Linked DNA regions of Ovis aries: region 1 is linked to region 2. A link is a contact called in public Hi-C data. All regions are on one chromosome and are shown on one strand. Each heading gives the region's core, a stretch centred on a gene start, on an enhancer-like site or on the middle of the called end of the contact. The rest is flanking DNA. Distances are from core to core; before and after follow the strand shown. Region 1 holds the start of CSNK1A1 (casein kinase 1 alpha 1). Region 2 has its middle 14 kb from the start of MIR143.

The links. Hi-C and Micro-C count contacts between places; a contact is called where the count stands out from the background.
Region 1: a contact with region 2 is called in a Hi-C map of hypothalamus, with 6 times the contacts expected there. The contact joins the promoter of CSNK1A1 here to the enhancer-like site in region 2. A contact is called at or near these places in 14 of 16 Hi-C or Micro-C datasets (blood, hypothalamus, liver and 6 more).

What each region holds. Positions count from the first base shown.
Region 1 is chr5:58,679,652-58,683,923 of ARS-UI_Ramb_v3.0, reverse strand. CSNK1A1 (casein kinase 1 alpha 1) reads left to right here and starts at 2,815. Exons shown (of 11, transcript XR_009600700.1): 1 at 2,815-3,403; 2 at 4,018-4,124.
Region 2 is chr5:58,600,916-58,605,191 of ARS-UI_Ramb_v3.0, reverse strand. No RefSeq gene overlaps it. Among named protein-coding and RNA genes, the nearest start is that of MIR143, 14 kb to the right of the region's middle. Within about 2 kb of position 2,266, at least 31 of the 54 cell types and tissues checked have an H3K27ac peak or open chromatin away from gene starts, as enhancers often do. A contact at or near this core is called in hypothalamus and liver, where this site is marked.

The DNA.
Region 1 (4,272 bases), core at 1,566-4,065, 78 kb before region 2:
ACTCATGGCATGCGCAAACAAACAAACAAAAGATTATTGAAATAGGTGATCTCAAAAATTTCATTCAAGGTCTTAAATAAATTATGAAAACGTGAAAGTAATAAGTCACTTAGTGGTGTCTGACTCTTTGTGACCACATGGACAGTAGCCCACCAGGTTCTTCTGTCTATGAAATTCTCCGGGCAAGAATACTGGAGTGGGTTGCCATTCCCTTCTCCAGGGGATCTTCCCAACCCAGGGATTGAACCTGGGTCTCCTACATTGCAGGCAAATTCTTTACTGTCCAAGCCACCAGGGAAGCCCACTTTACACTATATTTTTGGTGAATTCAGTTGACCCAGGAGTTAGGAATTACATTTTGGCACATTGTAGAAGACTTCCTCCATTACACTAAAACTGTTACTGATTCAAAACAAAAGAATGATTTATTTGTAACTAAAATAGCACCCAAACAGGTAATCCTTCAATTACTGAGGCTGAAAGTTACCACAAACAACACTTTCATTTTATAAGAAGGCTGAATTTGTAGCCAACACCTAAAACTTCCATTTCTACATTAAAAACCCCAACTTTTGCCCTTCTTAACCTAATAAATTTAAATCTTAAGATTTTCTATTGAAATCACATCTGAAAAAAAAAAAAGGAATCACATCTGAAAAGGCTATAACCACTGGCAATATTTTAGTACATTTTGCTGGATAGTGTCAATGTTGGAATAGTGATTACAGAAGGCAGGCAACCAGTCAGGAGACACACCAAATATACACATAAAATAAGACTCTCCAGGTGAAAGGGCTTCTAAAAGTTATTTAGACTAGGGAGTCCCAGAGTATGGATTTCAAAAGCTTATAAAAGTTTTAAAAAGGGGGTGGGGTAAGGCAGACATAAAGTGTGAACATTTAGTTTTGCCAAACAAGGATATTAACGAAACAACCATCTACCATCAGGACCATTTTATAAAAGGGCATTTTAACAACACATACATAAGAAGGTAAAATCTCAGAAGCATAACTTGAAATTAGATAAATGGAAAAATGCATTATCCTGCTCTTTTCTAGGTATCTCATGAAAAACTTTGTTAGATTTGCCCCTGTCCACACAGAGACCTCTAGGAATCCCTAATTTAGTCCACTTCACACATACCTTTATACCCTAATCCACAGCTGAGCATTTGTGTCCTCACTACTGGGGGGGGGGGGGAATTTCTTTAAATGTATACCCCACCCCTTATATAGGGAACTCTTCAAGCTGAGGAATCCATTAAATTTTGGATGGCTGTGGTAAAAAAAATCAGAATAATAGCCATCTTTGGAAACTTGAAAAATTCAGGATGCTTAAACTTGACTTAAGAGCAAACAAACACCAGAATCCTGACAGCAGAGAATTTAAAGTAGGCCAGACACACTTAGAATCACCAAAGGAGGCTGTCCAACAGTGCTGATTTGGGAGTCAGGCGGCTTGGGTTTTGTTAGCGCGAAAACGTCACGTTAAACCTTAGTGTTTTCTCCGTTATCAAATTCAAGACATTTAGGTCAGAGCTTTATGAATACAAATATTTAAGCCAGAAATAAAGTACCATGTAGGAATTCCACTTAAGATATCTTCCAGGATGAACCCCATTACTACTTGATCAGCTATTGAGGCTACAACTAAGTCTACATTTTTGTCAGGTTTTACAAAAATTATCTTATTTGGGATGGATTTTCTATGTAAGTTTTCACAACCGAGGCTTTGATTCACTCATCCATCAGGGCTTGATTCATATTGCAAATGAAACACCATCATGCAGCTTTCTTTTCAGATTATCATTACTACCAAGCCCAATTTTCCCAGTTCAAATTTTTCTAAACGAAATTGTGCTCAAGATTTGATTCTCTGACCAATTTTTAGTCAAAAAAAAAATTTATTGTGTAAAGTTTTAAACATAGTTCTATAATGAAGTTCTTTCTACCGAATGTTTTTGGGTCAAGACTGCAGTTTTCAACAAGACCAAGACACGATTTTTCCACGTTTCTTTGTCGGGGTGGGGGTTGTGAAGAGGGTAACTTTTGTATGTGCAAGTTTTTTCACGGCTCTAAATCTTATTTTCTATTGACTATATATTGGCCACTAACATTACTCGGATTTCTCCCCTGCCTTGGGTATCAAGTATCAGTGGGTAAACAACACAAAGACTTAGAGGGGCAGGGTTAATTCCTGCTTTCCCTCTTTTCCTCTCTGTTAAAATAGGGAATCCAACACTCCCTGAAGCGCAGAATTCTAGTAAGACTCCTCAGCTAGACTGCTAAAACACCGAGCCCTGAACTAATCCAGCCCGTACAGGCCTGCTTTTCTCTTTCTTTCCACCAGAGGCGATAGCCTCTTTCAAAAGAGATACTGAACTGGAATGGGCCGGTTGGGGGGAGTAGCCCCAGTAAAGATCAAAAGGTTAAAAAGCGCCTCAAACAAAGAGCAAAGGTCAATACCCAACTCTTAAGGCCTGACGCACCATCTTCCAAGAAAAATGAAGGTGACTCCTCCCTAATATGCTCTCTAGGCCTGGGGCCGCGAAGCCTTTCAGAAACCAGGCGGGTCTGACGTGACTAACAGGTAGCTCACACTGCAACAGTCGACGACCGGAAGTGGAAATGGGCCCCGGGCGGGGATTAGAAGAGACCACGGTACGCTTGCGCAGTAAGCAGGGTGGCAGTACGCGTGCGCAATTGGGCGGTGACGGAGTGACGTTCAGAGCGTGGGCCGCGACTCTCACGGATCCGGTTCCGCCCTCCTTCTTGCTGTCGACCCTCCGGGGCTAGCGCTCGCGATCCCTTTCCCACAGTGCTCTGCGCTGTGAAGAAGCGGCTCCCGGGGACTGGGGGCATTTTGTGTTGGTTGGAGCCGGAGTAACAAGATGGCGGCGTCGGCGGAGTGACAGGGGTCCCTCCGGGCGGGAGCCGGCGGCAGTGGTGGCAGCGGTATCGCCGCCCTAGCTTCACCGCTCTCCTTTTCCAGCCCGCGGCGTCGCCGGGAAAGCGAGGCAGCGGCGGCCGCCAGAAACAAGTGGCTCAGCCTAGTAACCGCGAGAACTCCTTCAACAATCTGCGGCCTGGCCAAAAAACCTGACAGCAGCGGTGATCAGGTTCCCCTTGGCCGATTCTGGGCCCTGTAACGCCGAAAAAGAGCCATCGTTTTCTGTTGCCTGCCGCTCTCCACAGCCTTTCCGTGGTCGAGCCCTAGAGGCCTCCATCCTCCCCTTAGAGGTGTCGGGGCTTAGCCCCAGCCTCCATCTTCGTCTCTCAGGATGGCGAGCAGCAGCGGCTCCAAGGCCGAATTCATTGTCGGAGGGAAGTATAAACTGGTACGGAAGATCGGGTCTGGCTCCTTCGGGGACATTTATTTGGCGATCAACATCACCAACGGCGAGGTAATCACCTGGGGTGGGGTTCACGACTACGCTGCGCCTGTCCTCACTCCCCCGCCCCGCGAACTGCTCGGGCCTTTTCCCACCGCACTCACGCACTGGGAAGTCCAGAGGGAGCCAGTTTTCCTGTCTTAGGAACCTCCCCCGCTCTCTTTCCCTAAAAGGAAAGAACCCGAGAGAAAGGTTGGGTGTACTAGGAAGTTTCCTAGCTTGTTAAAAATACACCTTAATCGAACTTTTAAAAAACCGTTGTTTAAGGTGAGAACGGAAAAATCCTATTTCTGGGGTCCCCTCGTTTTCTTCCTATATTTTTAGTTGACTGGGGTTCTTGTTCCCATTAGGCCAGCTACCGATCGCCTGGTTTCTTTATAACCCTCATTACGTTTTCTGGATGAATCATTTTCTTATACTTTAGAGGACGTGCCGCTTTCGTCACTGCCCCCTGAAGAGGCCTTTGAGGCTGGTTGCCTCGTTTTATAATTACAGAGATCTTTCTCTTCCCAGCCTCTCACCACCTTCTAGCCGAGAGTTGGAGATGTGCACGTTTCCCCCTCTTTTGCCAAGTGACATTGAATCCATAAGGATGTTGATGCCATCATCCCCTCTTTCCCCTGCAGGAGGTGGCAGTGAAGCTAGAATCCCAGAAGGCCAGGCATCCCCAGTTGCTGTACGAGAGCAAACTCTATAAGATTCTTCAAGGTGGGGTTGGCATCCCCCACATACGGTAAGAATCCTTGAGCAAACAGGCGATCTTCTGAGGAAAGTACAGAATGGGAGAAAATGTGTAAGAGGCAGGCAATGGGACCAGCTGAATCCGGCTCTTGGCATTTGCGTTACCTGGGTTTCCGGTGAAGCGTAAGTCACCACAATCA
Region 2 (4,276 bases), core at 1,017-3,516:
GACTGGCGGCTTGTGCTTTTGCTCTCTTACAACCTGAGCTGCTATATAAGGAAGTCTGGCTAACCTGCTAGAGAGATCATGTGAGAGAGCATGTGAGAGAGCAGGTCTAGGCAGCCCCAGATGTTCTGGGCACCGCAGTGCAGACACTAAGCATGTGAGGGGAGCCATCTTGGACATTTGGCCCCAGGCAAGCAGGGCAGAGAACAGGAAGTGTGGTACACTCCGATGACATTACTTGAGCCTCTGGATTTAGCCATGCCTGAAGGCAGTCCAACCAGTCTGTTCTAGAGGAGATCAGACCTGGGTGTTCTTTGGAAGGAATGACGCGAAAGCTGAAACTCCAGTACTTTGGCCGCCTCATGCGAAGAACTGACTCATTGGAAAAGACCCTGATGCTGGAAAATATTGAAGGTGGGAGGAGAAGGGGATGACAGAGGATGAGATGGTTGGATGGCATCACTGACTCAATGGACGTGAGTCTGAGTGAACTCCGGGAGTTGGTGATGGGCAGGGAGGCCTGGCGTGCTGCAGTCCGTGGGGTCACAAAGAGTCGGACACGGCTGAGCGACTGAACTGGACTGAACTGAATGCAGTAGACGGAATAGTCCCAACACCAAATAGAGACCAAACAGAGCCCAGATGAGTCCACCCAAACCTAAGCATCACGAGAAAGAAAACTTGCTGCTTTTTGTTGCCACGAAGCATGCGGGAACTTAGTCCCCTGACCAGGGATCAAGCCCGTGCCCCCTGCTGTGTAACGGCCAAGTCCTAACCACTGGACCGCCAGGAGACGCCCTCCAATTGCTGCTTTAAGTCATTAAGTTTTGAGTCAGTTTGCTACACAGCGATAGCTGACTGAAATGCCCACTTGAGCAACTTTAAAATATCAGGATGTGTTACTGGGTGTTTTGTTTGAATGAGGGCCTTTTTGAGAGGTGGTGGTGGAAAAGGTCAAGACCACAGGTCAAATGAATGGAGCTTGAGAATTGAGACTCTAGGACGATGAGGAGAGGAATTTTGCTTTTCAGTGGCTGGGAACTCAGCTGGTGGGAGAGAGAGGCCAAGGTCAAGGGTTCAGCTCAAGAGGCTGACTGGCAGTGGATGGGAAGGCGAGTGCAGAGGGATGGTCAGGAGATCATGAGGCTGGCCCTGGGGCTCTGAAATCACAGATCACTGGGTCCTTACAAGGTTAGAAGGCCCAGGTCTGGAGAAACAAGTGTTACACTTTTAATGCTTCTACCCTCTTGTGTTTCTTTTTCATTATCCTGTTTTATTTAGGATTTAACCTTCTAAATCATCTCAAATCCCTTTTGAAAGTGGGTGGGAGGCAATGGCTCACAGTATTCTGAGAGCTGGGATTAACCCTGGAACCCAACATGAGGGACCAGAGCTGGCAGACAGCCCCCTGACTCCACTGGCTTTTCTTGGGAAAGGCCCTCCGGTGTGTGAATGTGTGAGTGTGTGTGAGTGTATATGTGTACAAGTTGTGTGTGTGAGTGCTTGTGAGAGGTGGGTGAAAAAAATGGGTGTGTGCTTGTATGTGCTTGAGAGTATGAATGTATGTGAATTATGCGTGTACACAAGTGTGAGTATGAAGAAAGTTGGGTGAAACTGGATGTGGATTCGTGTGTGCAAGGGTGTTTGTGTGAACGTGCGTGTGATCATGAATGTGTGTGTTGGTGCGATATGAATGTCTATGTGTGTATCAGTTGGGTGTGATGTGGGTGGAAATGCATGTTAGTGTGTTGAGAGCATGCTGATGGGAGAACAGGAGTGTATGCTGAGTGTGTGTGGGTTAAGTCCCTCCCCATCACAGCATCAGCGTGATCTTCAGAAAACCTAGTTTTCTGGATTGGTTCACAGACAAAGAAAGTGCTGGGTGTGAGCTGCTTCTAGGACCAGCCCCCTACCCGACCCTGTGACCCTTCCCCACAGACTGTCCCGGCAGCCTCCCCGCCCCCATCCCCACCCCCGCCCCACCCCCCCTTCCTCTGCCCTTGTGGCCTCCTTCCGCAAGCTGATCACGGCTGGGGCATCCCCACCTCGCCCTTGCCCCTGCACCGCCCCGCCCCAGCCCCAAGGCTGCTCTGCCCCTCCGCGGGTAGGAGAGTGATGAGAGGTGGGCCGCCCCAGGGCCGAGATCCAAGAGAATGCCGCTGCGCCAGAGGCCCTTGTGAAACTTTTTCCTGACAGCAGTGAGGCTGAAAATCCCCAGGCCTCCGCCTTCGTGGACTGACGAGGTCACGGCTCCCTTGCGCTGGGATCCCGCTCTCTGCCGCCCTCTTCTGGGCGTCCGTCGCCTGCGGACGCAGAGGGAAGCCGGCCTCGCACCGCACCCCACCCGCTTTGCTGCCACACAGGGCTCAGGGGGACGCTTTCCAAGGCCTAGGATCCGAGTTTATTGTCTCTTCGATGCTTATTGCAGGTCTGACACTCGCTGGATGCCAGGAAGAGAAAATGAATGTATACATTGGCTCACTGGTCGAAGGGGAAACTGAGGCCCAGGTCGGGGAACCCAGTGAGCTGGTTGCTCACGCAGAATGCAGACTATCAAGTGCCCAAGGCTTGCCCTCCCGTAGCTTCATGGATACGGGGAGGCGGGCGAGTCCTGGCCTTTTCCTGCTCAGCATGAACCTTTCTCAGCTCACTGGGCTGCCCTACTAATTGGAGCAACGGGGCCAGACTGGGGAAGTGGGCGGTGAGGAGCAGAACCCAGCCTGCCTCTGCCGGGTGCCCAGGCCAGTCCTACGGCGACTTTGCTGAGCTGGCGGCCCACGCCCGGGTGCACAATGTTGCTGACACAGACACACCCGGGAGCCTAAGGGTATGTGTGTGTGTGTGTGTTGGGGGAGGGGGAACCTAGGCGCGTCCACCCCACCCACTGCCTCTGCTATAGAGTCATTATCCCTCGGGGTAGAGGGAGACACCAGAGGCTGAGTTGCCAAAGGCCCCTGCAGGTGTTCAAGCCTCTCCCACCAGACCCAGAAGCTCCCCAGGGGGGCTCGTTTGCTCTCACGGGCTGCCCTGGGCGTGTCCCTCCGGTGAGACAGGGCCACCTGGTTCCCAGCCTGGGGCTCCCAGAGATAGCCCACTCCCTTCTTTACTAGTTGCTCAGTGCAGAAAAAGGGGAAGCACAGAGAAGCAGAAAGAAAGCAAAACCACCTGAGGTACCAACCAGTGATCAGCCCCACTCCCCAAATAGGCCCATTCACTCTGCTGTTGCCGGAGGCTAAATGGATTCCTCCCCGTCCACCTTCTCCAGGACTGAACTTCTCCTTCCTGACCTCTCCGGGCGGCCTCACCCAGTCCACCCAGCCACTGTCCCTTGAACCCAGATTGTCTCCACCTCAAGGATAGGCCTCTGTGACCTCCCTCCTGTTCTGTCCCTTCCCCCATTATGCCTGCCTCCATGATGGCCCAGGGGCCCTGTGGGGCCGTAGGGTCTAAGATCTCATTTCTAAGTGAGATGACTGGGTCAGCCACTCTTCTGCTGTGAAACCCGCCCTGGGCCTTCAAGGCTCCACCAGTCCTGCCTAACGCCACCCCAGCCATTATTCCTTCCCACCGCAGGTTTATAGGAATGGTTAGTTTCCTTTTGGGCTGGCTTCCCCTGATGTTTTGTGATCTAAGTGAGCAGGAGCTGCGTCCACTTTATTGCTATGTCCCCAGTGCTTAGCCGAGGGCCTGGCACAGTGTGGCCTCTCAGTAAATGTTCACCGGAAGGAACGTAACTGATTGGGGCAAACCAATTCACTCCTGTTAGTAATAATAAGAAGCTTTTAGCCAGCATGTATTATGTCCAGGCATTGTGCTGTATGCATTACAAGAATTGCTCATTGTCCTTAGCACTGCTTTCTAAGATGATAGTATTATTTTATTTACTTATTTATATTTTGGCTGCACCGCTTGTGGGATCTTAGTTCCCCCACCAGGAATTGAACCCGGGCCCTTGACAGTGACAGCACAGAGTCCTAACCACTGGACTACCAGGGAATTCCCTAAGGTGATGCAATTATAATATCCATTTTCCAGATGAGAGAACTGAGGCCGAGAGATACTAAGTGATTTGATCAAAGTTATATCCAGGATTCCACCCAAGCCCATGACGTGCTGTCCTAGACTGTTGGGTTTGTCTGCTCCTGCCTTGTAAGCACATTGGCTTCCTGCTCCCTTTTCCCACACTCCTTCTTCTGGGCCCAAAGGCTCTTCCATTCTGCCTTCTCTTCAGGCTCAGCCCCAGGGCCTCGGCAGTGGACAGTAAGGCTCTGACGAGTCT